Regions from separate parts of the Gossypium hirsutum genome. Here region 1 is linked to region 2. A link is a contact called in public Hi-C data. All regions are on one chromosome and are shown on one strand. Each heading gives the region's core, a stretch centred on a gene start, on an enhancer-like site or on the middle of the called end of the contact. The rest is flanking DNA. Distances are from core to core; before and after follow the strand shown.

The links. Hi-C and Micro-C count contacts between places; a contact is called where the count stands out from the background.
Region 1: a Hi-C map of leaf shows a contact between it and region 2, with 2.5 times the contacts expected there. The contact joins the promoter of LOC107901934 here to the promoter of LOC107901928 in region 2. A contact is called at or near these places in 2 of 34 Hi-C or Micro-C datasets (both in leaf).

The regions. Positions count from the first base shown.
Region 1 is chrD06:56,197,437-56,202,830 of Gossypium_hirsutum_v2.1, reverse strand. LOC107901934 (homeobox-leucine zipper protein MERISTEM L1) reads right to left here and starts at 1,841. Exons shown (of 12, transcript XM_041095916.1): 1 at 1,231-1,841; 2 at 546-810; 3 at 327-444; 4 at 1-188. The coding sequence starts at 766.
Region 2 is chrD06:55,904,781-55,910,068 of Gossypium_hirsutum_v2.1, reverse strand. LOC107901928 (pyruvate, phosphate dikinase regulatory protein 1, chloroplastic) reads left to right here and starts at 3,059. Exons shown (of 3, transcript XM_016828107.2): 1 at 3,059-3,763; 2 at 3,927-4,566; 3 at 4,765-5,143. The coding sequence starts at 3,338. The coding sequence ends at 4,868.

The sequences.
Region 1 (5,394 bases), core at 592-3,091, 290 kb before region 2:
TCTTCCCTTAACCGAGCATTTTCTATTCTCAAATGTTGCTCATCAAATGACATCTCTCCAAGGGCAGCTGGGCCTCCACAGCTGGGGCATGTAGCATTGCTGAGAGCTTCCTTGTACCTATTATTCTCAGCTCGGAGTTTTTCATTCTCAGCCTTCAGTATAGCATTTTCATGGCGTTCATGTTGGGCCTGTTAATGAAGGTGAACTTTAGCAACAAAGCTAGGAAAGCTTACTACATAGGCAGAAAAGCTTACTCATAAAACGAGTCTAAATACTTAAATAAGCATATTAGAGCTCCTGATTTTCACCTATACATGGAAATATACCTTCATTTGGGTGCGCTTGTTTTGGAACCAAAACTTGACTTGTAGAGGTTCTAACCCTAGCTCACGGCCAAGCTCCTTCCTTTGCTTATCATCAGGATGAGGGCATTCCTTAAAGAATCTGAGCAACAAAGTGTCCAAAGAATCAATTCCCCAAAGAAGAACTAGTCATGTTAATCTTTCTTATCTTTAAGTAAGAGGATAAAAAAAAACAAGACTTACGCTTCCATCTCCTGGATTTGACGCTGGGTATGACGATGATAACGCTTCTTTTTAGGGCGTTGGTCAGGATCTTGATCATCTCCAGAGGGAGCATCCATAGTTTCATTGACTGATTTGATCTCATAATCATCATCCCTGATCTTCCCCATTAGTTCACTTTCCGAGGTCTTATGAGACATGTCGAACATATGGGGACTCTCAAATAAGTTGGGGCTAAACATGTTAACAAAGTGCTCGAATGTCGACGGTATGGATATTCTGGGTTCTGCCGACAGAACATACACAAGTCAAGCAAACTAAAATAAAGGGGGAAAAGGGTTAAATAAACTGTAGAACAGTAACGAAAGACACAAAATGTAAGTACAAAGTTAAAAAAGTCAAAACCAGTGCATGACAATGGAATCGTAAAACATTTGAAAGGCAAATAAACAATGGAGCTGTAAACCATATACCATCTCTCTTTCAAAGAAAAAAAAGGTCTAGTTCGCTTATCGAGAAGGATTTTTCTTTGAATATCTTAATAACCAACTGCTACTATATTTAAAGGTAGCATATACGTCGAAGATTAAAATGATGGATTAGTCGAAAGCTTATCCTAATCTATTCCCATGAGAAAAGTGAAAGAACCTCGGAGAAATAAAATGGGCAGCAAAAGTTGGGGAAAAAAAGGAGGAAAGAAAATTACCTTATGGATTATTTGGAGAAGGGGACTAAGAGCTTAGGGCAACTATTTTCTTGTCTTAAATGCAGTGGTAAGTTGGTCACTAGAAACCTCATGTTGGGAGACATAGATAGCCATTGACCTTTAAAACCCTAACCAGCAGCAATACATGCTACACATATCAGTCTCTTGCTTGTTAGATTCTTGGCCCCGCTTTCCTATATTGGTGGTATTTAGGTTGATTTTGATAGAAAGTCCCCACAAACCAAAGATTACAAACACTTTTTGCACTCTCTCTTGATTCTCAGCAAAGCTTTATAAGCGAATATATGAAAGAGAGAATGGCAAATGGTGTGAACACAGATCGGGTGCTATAAACAAGCTGGTCCAGGGAAAGAAATAGGTTTCGTGAGTAGAGACTTTTTACAGGGCCGTATAGGCAAAACAAAAGAAAGCCCTTTTGAACATTGTTGAGAAAGATTAATGAAAGGAGGTTTTAGGGTGGTTTTTAAAAGTTTGGGGTCACTGGTTTGACAGAGACCTACCTTGAGAGAGAAGAGGGTTAAAGTCTAGAGAGAGAGAAAGGGGTTTGAAGTTCCAAGGGGGGGTGAGGAAAATGAAGAGAATTGATGAAACAGGTGGAGAGGATGTGGCAGCTAAGGAGTTAATAGCAGAGCCCATCGAGAGGGTGCAATAGCATTTATTGTGGGTGAGAGGTGTAATTGCGAGTGATGGAAATAAAAATTATAGAAAGAGAAAAACATCTCCCCTTCCCTTCCCTTTCTTCAAATTAACTTTGTAAGCTTTCAACTAGTTTTCAGTGTCTCAGCTCCAATATTAATAGGTTTTACTAATAAGCATGCACGTATAGTATATATATATTGGTAGATAAGGAAGCTAAATACATTTAGCAATAGGAATTATATTTGACATCAATACAAAAGTAGGTTCTATCTCAATTAATTTGGGGAACATCATAAATTTTTAAATCAAGAGGAATATTTCTTCCTAATGTTGCCATGAAATCTACAGTCATATTCGCTGTGCATATATAGTATGAAAATTTTAAATTTTTTATAAGATAAAAGGTATAATTAATATCTCACCAGTTTAAACAATATCAGTTAATGACTACTTTCAAATATTTATTGTTTTTTTTGAATTAAATATTTGATTTATATATGTAGAATATTGTACTAATTAATTTTCCCATCAAATTACATGAAAAGCAAATTAGAGCTGTTGCTAGAATAACTTAAATATATTTAATCTTTCGGCTTGCTCTCAAATCTTCCAAGAAATTATTGAGTCTGAAGGATACAGGCTATGGTCTGCTTTTGCAGATTTCAGACGCATTATATATCATGTCCATGCATGCATGCCTACCAAAATCTATGTGGTGTAAATCTCATAATTTCTAACCAAATTTAATCTTGTCTCTTCCTTTTGACATATATGCATACGTGTAATCATATCCGGTCGGTATATGAACTAATCCAACTCATCTGTGATCTGTTTTATGTATTTATTTACTTTTATTGCATTAATTATGGACAATGAAAGGGTATTGCAGATTGCAAAACTCAACAATTAAATATTAAAAAATGTCTAAGCAACTCTCTCCTTCTTTGCCACCGTCTGTTAACGAAGACGATGGGGATTCCCATTCTGTTGAGGATCGGACCACCAAGAAAGTGAGATTTAAGGGCGGAATTGATGAGGCATCAGTAGATATGGTCGTCGACCCTGATCTGATTTCAGCACCCTCGTGGAAGGATAAGCTTTTGGATGGAGATCCGAATCATTCCATGATGGATCGCAATGGTTCTTCCTTTGGAAGAGATAGTGCAAGTGATGGAGATTTTGATTTATTAGCCGGCGATGTGCAAACATCTATCGTTAATGGGGTTCCGGCCATTAGTTTTTCTGACCGGGTTAAAGAAATTTTGTTCAAAGAAATGGAATTAACAGTGGTTATCAAACTTTTAGGGCAAAGTATTGGTTACAATACTTTACACAATCGTATCACTAGCCTGTGGAAACCTATTTGTTGGTGCAAGAGGCAGCAGCAAGCTTGTTTTTACTTTGCTTGGACAGCAAGTGTCGAGCCTTGCTGAAGAAACTATCGAAGAAGAAAGAAAAAGAAATTTGCAATGGAAAACAGAAAAGAAAGAGATAAATTTGAATGAAAATGAGCTGAATTTTTCATTAACAACTTCACAAGGCATAATGCCAATACATATATGAGATAACAAAAGCAAAACAAACAATTTACCACCTAATAACATACCTAACACCACTAAATTGCCTAGTAACTTGGTAAACTTGTTTGAACACATAAGCAACTACCTAAACTTGTCATTCAACACCTAATTACATCAAAATGCAGCTACCAAGTTCAAAACAAACTAAAATACAAAATGTTCATTTGAGTAACCAAATGAAACAATGCAGTTTCGATTTGCTGTTGAAGCACGTTCCCTGCATGGCCACCTTGCTTGGCCACCTTGGCTGCTGCATGGGGGCTGACTTCAACACTCCTCCTCAGCTTCTATGCAGCAGACTCCTAGTTGCTTCCTTAGGTTTAGAAATCTCGATGTACCAAGTGATTTTGTGAAGATATCGGCAATCTGATTTTCTGAGCTGCAATGAATCAGCTCGATCTCTCGAGCTTGTTCCATTTCTCTTATCACATGTAGTTTAATGTTGAAATGTTTTGTTCTTCCATGGAAGACAGGATTTTTAGCAATAGCAACTGCTGACTTGTTGTCACAATGTATCACAGTTGCTTCATTCTGCTGTAGGTTCAAATCGCTCAAAATTTTTCTCAGCTACATAGCTTGATTAACAGCATTGGCAGCTGCTACATACTCAACTTCAGCTGTCGACTGAGCCACCATTTTTTGTTTTCTTGAGCTCCAACAAATCATAGCTGAGCCAAGTATAAAAGAATAACCAGAGGTGCTCTTCATGTCATCTTTTGAACCAGCCCAATTGCTGTCAGTGTAGCCAATCAGTTTCAATTCTTCAGCCCTACTGAAATGTATTCCATGGCTCAAGGTGCCTTTGATATATCTCAGCACCCGTTTTCCAGCTTTGTAATGCTGCTGGTTGCAACAATGCATGAATCTTGATAGCATGCTCACAGCAAACAAAATATCAGGTCTTGTTGCTGTCAGATACAGTAAACAACCAACAAGGCTTCTGTAATCAGTTTCACAGACAGATTCATGGTCTTCTTCGCTCAATAGTTTCATGCCAACAGCCATAGGTGTGCTGGTTGGTTTACAATTCTCCATTGAGAATTTGGCTAGAACTTTCAAGGCAAATGATTTTTGTCTCAAGAACTGCTTGATTTACTTCCATTTCTAGGAAATATGTCATCAATCCCAGGTTTGACATCTCAAACATTTCCTTCATTTTTGCTTTGAAATCAGCTAACATGAACTTGTCTCCTCCAGTCACTAGAAGATCATCAACATAGAGTGAGACAATGAGCTGTGTTTCAGCTCGATTTTGATTTCTTTTAACATAGAATGTTAGCTCACTAGCACTCCTTTCAAATTCCAAACTGACTAGGTATGAGCCAATCCGAGCATACCAGGCTCGAGGGGCCTGTTTTAGGCCATACCAGGTCTTTCTTAGCCTATACACCAAATGTTCCCTTACCAGGCATTATGAATTCTGGAGGTTGCTCGATGTATATCTCCTCTTCCAAGAATCCATTGAGGAATGCAGACTTGACATCCATTTGGTGGATTGTCCACTGGTTCTGAGCAGTTACAGCAACCAACAATCTGATTGTATCGAGTCTGGCTACTGGAGCAAATGTTTCCATGTAGTCCAGACCATATCTCTGACTGAAGCCCTTCACAACTAGCCTGGCTTTCAGCTTGTTTAAACTTCCATCTGCATTATGCTTCATTCGATAGACCCATTTTACACCAATGGTCTTTCTGTTAGTTGGCTTTTCAACCAACTCTCATGTTTGGTTCTTTTCAATCATGTTGATTTCATCAACCATAGCCTGTTTCCAACCCTCATTTGCCTCAGCCTCTTCAAAACAGGTAGGTTCAGCTATAGCAACCTGTGCCCTTTCATAAATCTCACAGAGGGGCCTTGTGCCTCTCACAGGCACATCATCAACATCCATCTCAGGACCAAGCTGCTCGAGTTTAGCTTGATCAG
Region 2 (5,288 bases), core at 1,810-4,309:
AGGCTAGGCCTGCGAAACTTCATTTCAATCACTTCATTACAATCTGACCACTCTAGAGGAAAAGAATTGAAGTGATTGTACTTTATTCGTAGAAAATAATTGAACTTCCAATTATGGATAATACTTGGAGGAGTCTTCAAAGGTTCAGGCTCCTCCACTATCACCGTTACGGGTCAGTGGAATTTAATTTGAGCGGTGGAAAATTCAATTCATCAAGGCAGTTTTTTTTATGAACAATGCAACCCTTGACTCCTTAAAAGACTCAAATCCATCCTCAAACAAGTCCTTTCTCCAACATAATCAAAATTAACTTTTTGTGGCTCATGTTAGACCTAATATCATGTGCAGAGAGATTTTGTCTTTTTTTTTATAACGAGGTGATTAAAATTTTCATTAATGATGGTTAATATTCCTTAATCAATCCACAATGAGATGAGGTGAGATAGAACAGTAGCCGATACGATTGCGCGCACCACCAAATCGTTGCCGCTAGCACCATTATCATTTCATTGCGTTAGAAGGTCTCATTTGAAAAGCCTTTCTTCTTTTCTTACAATTAGATGCTAAAAACTATCTACTTTCTTGCATTACGGGGTTAAAATTTTAGTTTGGTGAATTGCACGGCCTTAAGTAATTTTTTTGTTTCAAATCTACCTAAGTCAGTCTATCTCTTGTAAGTGAAAATTCTCAAGGGAAATTCTCCAAGGCACCAACACAAAGCGGAAGCAAACTCAAAAGAAAAAAGTACTTGAATCAAACTGAAAATACGAAAACAATGCACACAAGGTGTTTGAGTAAATGCTCTCAAACATATTCAATAACAATGAATGGGATGATTACAAATGAGGTACTCTATTTATAGTTGAACTCTCCCAAATCCAACGATATAATTTAAACTACACCGATGATAAAGATTAAAGCCTATCTACAAGATGAGAGTCCTAAGGGATTTAAACTTTATACAATTTTATCCCTTAAGATTTACAATATTCAACATGATAACTCTAGTTTTATTGGAGTGTTCCACTAGGCCTCTAAGACTTTAAGTAGATGTAATTCTCCATATGTTTCACGAATTGAGCTAATTCAAGTGGATCAAATGATCCCCATGAGCCGTTCTGTGTGCATTTGTCATGAGTTTTGATCCGTGGCTTGTTGACCTGCCACTAATTATAGTGGTAGTTTAAATACATTTCGACACTTAACAAACTTATTTTCTTGGCATTTTATAATTAATTATTACATTTTTTATATTAATAGCTTAGGAGCTAAATATTAATAAAATAAGTGTTCTTATGCATTTTCTAATGTTTCGATGATTTGTAAGGCCAACATGGGTCTCGGGAGTGATTAATGGGCTAATTTAGTGTGTAGGATGCCAATTCAGGTCCAAGAATACAAGGAATAATCGTCGGGCCGCAAGACAAGGGAGCTCAGTAGAACAACAAAGTTGTCAAGGCTAAAAAGCATCCCATGTCGTGATGAGGAATTTCCCCTTGTCATGACGGCGCAACAATCATGAGAAGGCATTCACGATAGCGATGTCGTGACGAGGAGTCTTTCTACGTCAAGATGACGTGACAAAGGCAGGCCAAAATGAGCTAAATCCTAGGACGGAACTCTTGGGATATTTTCATATTTAGACCCTAGCAATCTAAGATTATATTGTATTAATTAGTATCTAAATGTATCTTGTGTTGTGTGGGCACCAAGTAGCTCGTAGCCTATATAAGTAACTTTAGGGTAACCGGGATTGGTAGACAGGACAGTGTAGACTTAAACAGACAGTTTTTACTATTCAGTTTTCTTTGTATTTTATTTTGATGTTCGTTTAGTCGGATCTTTTCTATTCCGATGTGAAGACAATTACGAGCGAAGATTGCTTTGGATCCGCACTTCAATATATTTATCAATGAGCATTCTCTTCACTTTTCTATTTTATTCTTTTATTTATATTTCATTAATCTGATCAATTAACATTTGTATGAATATTAGAACAATTTCTTGTGCTTTATTCATATCTTGCATGATTCGATTATTAAATTGATTTATCTGTTAAGTGATTATTTATCTGAAATTAGTTGTTTATTCAAGAGTACTTAGTATATTAGGGAATGACACCCCTGATAGAATATTTAGACAGGTGAGACCAGAAGAGTATCCTATCGTGTGTATACCTTGTGCCAAACAATGAGTCCGGGAGGGTATCCGCATACCTAGGAAGAGACTGAAAGGGTGACTTAGGTGGTAATCCTTAGTGAAGATGAGACCGGAAGAGTATTTTTAGCTAAGAGTGATAAATAACTCAATCGAGGATAATTAATTATTTAATTAGATAATTAGGGATTTAATCGATCATAAGCTAGAGGCTCGCATTGTCAACACTAAGAATTGGAAATTCCCTTAGGTTAATTTTAAATTAATTAACTTCATTAGTTTAATTAATCTTTTAATTTGGGTTCACACTACTGATTTGTGACTTGATTAGATTAGTAATTATTTTCTATAATTAATTTAATAATAAATTTCTCCAATCTGCAATCTCTTGGATACGATCCTCGAAATACTTATCGATATTCTATTGTAACGCTTGTTATATTACAAATTGACATGTACGTTTACAGATACCACACTTAAATATTTATATTTTTATTTGCACATTTTAACTTTAAACGTTCGCACATTTGGAGGCGGTCGCCCGTGACACTTGCATCCGATTATTATGTCATTAATATTTAATTAATATTTTAAGTGACATCAAAATGTCTAGTGTAGTTGGTTATCATGCTAATCTCACACACTAGAGGCCCCCGGTTCAAAAGACATGTTTATTCTCTTTTGTGATTTATTTTTGGTGGTCTCTCAGTATGGTATGCATAAACCGACATCAACACCTTCTCACATGAATGTAACCATAAAAAAGGCATTATGTGATTGGATCCACTTCCCCATAGTTTGGAGGCTCTTTTATCCATTTTATTTTGTTTAAACTACATGCAATATTCTCCCAATCCTCCCATTAACTCATTTAAAGCCCTCACTGAAATTTTCATGCCCCAAACAATGGGTTCAACTTCCTATTGAATTGGCATTAATATCCAAGAATTCATATCCCTCCCATCATTTCTCAATAAAGTGAGAGAATCAAATTGATATTTTCTTCAAATGGGAATAAAATATCTTAGATTTTTAATATCCAATTCAGTGGGTTCATATTTCATTAACCTATTGTTTGGATTTTGCTACCATTTTTTGGCCCAAGATCCTTCCACCTCATAATTTTCAGACAAGTATATAAAATTAGATTAGAAGAAAAGCAAATGAAGCAAAACTAAAAATGCTCGCGTGTCCTTGCTCCGCCTTCAACCTCCGGGCCACGGCCGCCCCGGCCAATCCTGATATTTCGGACCCAGAACCCGAGCCCAAAGTTCGGAAACTAAAGGGTAGCCCACAGTTCAACAGATGGTACCGTGCACGAGCCTTAAGGTCGGGCCACAAGCTTGAACGACCGAGCCACGGGACTGGGGCGCTTGAGGTGAACCCCTCAGCTCAACGAACCAGTGGGACCTTGTCTTTGGAACCCACTTCAACGGCAAATGACAGCGATCGTGAGGTGGAGGTAACAGACTCGGGGAAGCCAATTTATATGGTATCTGATGGAACTGGATGGACGGCGGAGCATTCCGTTAACGCAGCGTTGGGGCAGTTCGAGCATTGTTTGGTGGATCGTGGGTGTCCCGTAAATACCCATCTCTTCTCTGGGGTATTTTTGTTTCATATTTCAGAACTCGTTTCAGTTACTAATTAATCCAAGTTTTTGTATTTGTTGTAGTTAGTGATGAAACTTGAACTTGTAATGTTTTAAAAACTGGGAAATCAGTGTCATTTAGATTGGTTGAATGACAATGATGATCTGCAATGTTCAGATTGATGATGTTGAGAGATTGATGGAGATTATAAAGCAGGCAGCCAAGGAAGGTGCATTGCTTGTATATACTTTAGCTGATCCTTCCATGGCAGAGTCCGCCAAGCAAGCTTGCAAATTGTGGGGTATACCATCGACGGATATATTGGGTCCAATTACAGAGGCTATTGCTGCTCATTTAGGTGTCTCACCTTCTGGTCTTCCCCGTGGAGCAGCTGGAAGAAACATCCCCCTCTCAGATGAATACTTTCGGCGGATTGAAGCTGTTGAATTTACAATCAAGCAGGATGATGGGGCACTACCTCAAAACTTAAGCAAGGCTGGCATTGTTCTCACAGGTGTTTCTCGTACTGGGAAGACGCCGTTATCAATTTATCTAGCACAGAAAGGATATAAAGTAGCAAATGTGCCTATTGTGAAGGGAGTGGCTTTGCCAAAGGGACTTTTCGAAGTAGACCCTGAGAAGGTTTTTGGTTTGACTATTAATCCCTTGGTCTTGCAAACTATTAGGAAAGCAAGGGCTAAGAGTCTGGGTTTCGGTGACAATGCAAGGAGTAACTACTCGGAGATGGCCTATGTGAAAGAGGAGTTGGAGTTTGCTCGCAAGGTTTTTGCTCAAAATCCTACATGGCCAGTCATCGGTAAACATAATTAATTTACTTATTTTTGTTTAACTCTCCCAACTATTTTGATTCCTTGACATGGAGATACTTAGAGATCATTATTAAGCTTAAGAGGATTAAAAATAGGGTAAATTTTGATATTAAGCAGTTAAAGATGTTTGACATATTCATCTGATGAACCTTGGGCTCATCACCTACTGGTCCTTATCCTTGCAGAAGTTACTGGTAAAGCAATTGAAGAAACTGCTGCTGTTATATTGAGGCTCTACCATGACCGTAAGCAAAAGTGTTCAATGCCACGAATATCAAAACGTTACTAATGAAGTAATGAGATGGAAAATTACTTTTTTCTCCAGGTGTGCTGGAGTAATAGGACTTTGCTGCCTTGTAACTACTGAGAAGGGTCGATGAAATTAGCTACAATTTACATGTACAATGCCAGTGCTTCACTGGTTATGAACTATACTAACTACTATTCTATAATGATGCAATACAGCTATGTAGTTTACTTATGCAGTTTGTCCTACAACAAACTCTTCTTTCTGTCAATTGAACATTTAAAGATTCTTAATAAAGTGGCAGCCATTATTTGTTACAAGTGGTTTATATTATTGAAAATATATTCTAAAGGGGCTACTTGATTATCTCCCGAACCTGATATATTGATTGTTGAGGAAATTAGTACCAGAACGAGTGCAAGGTCTAACTTGTCTTTAATCATTCGTTTATTATTTTGGTTT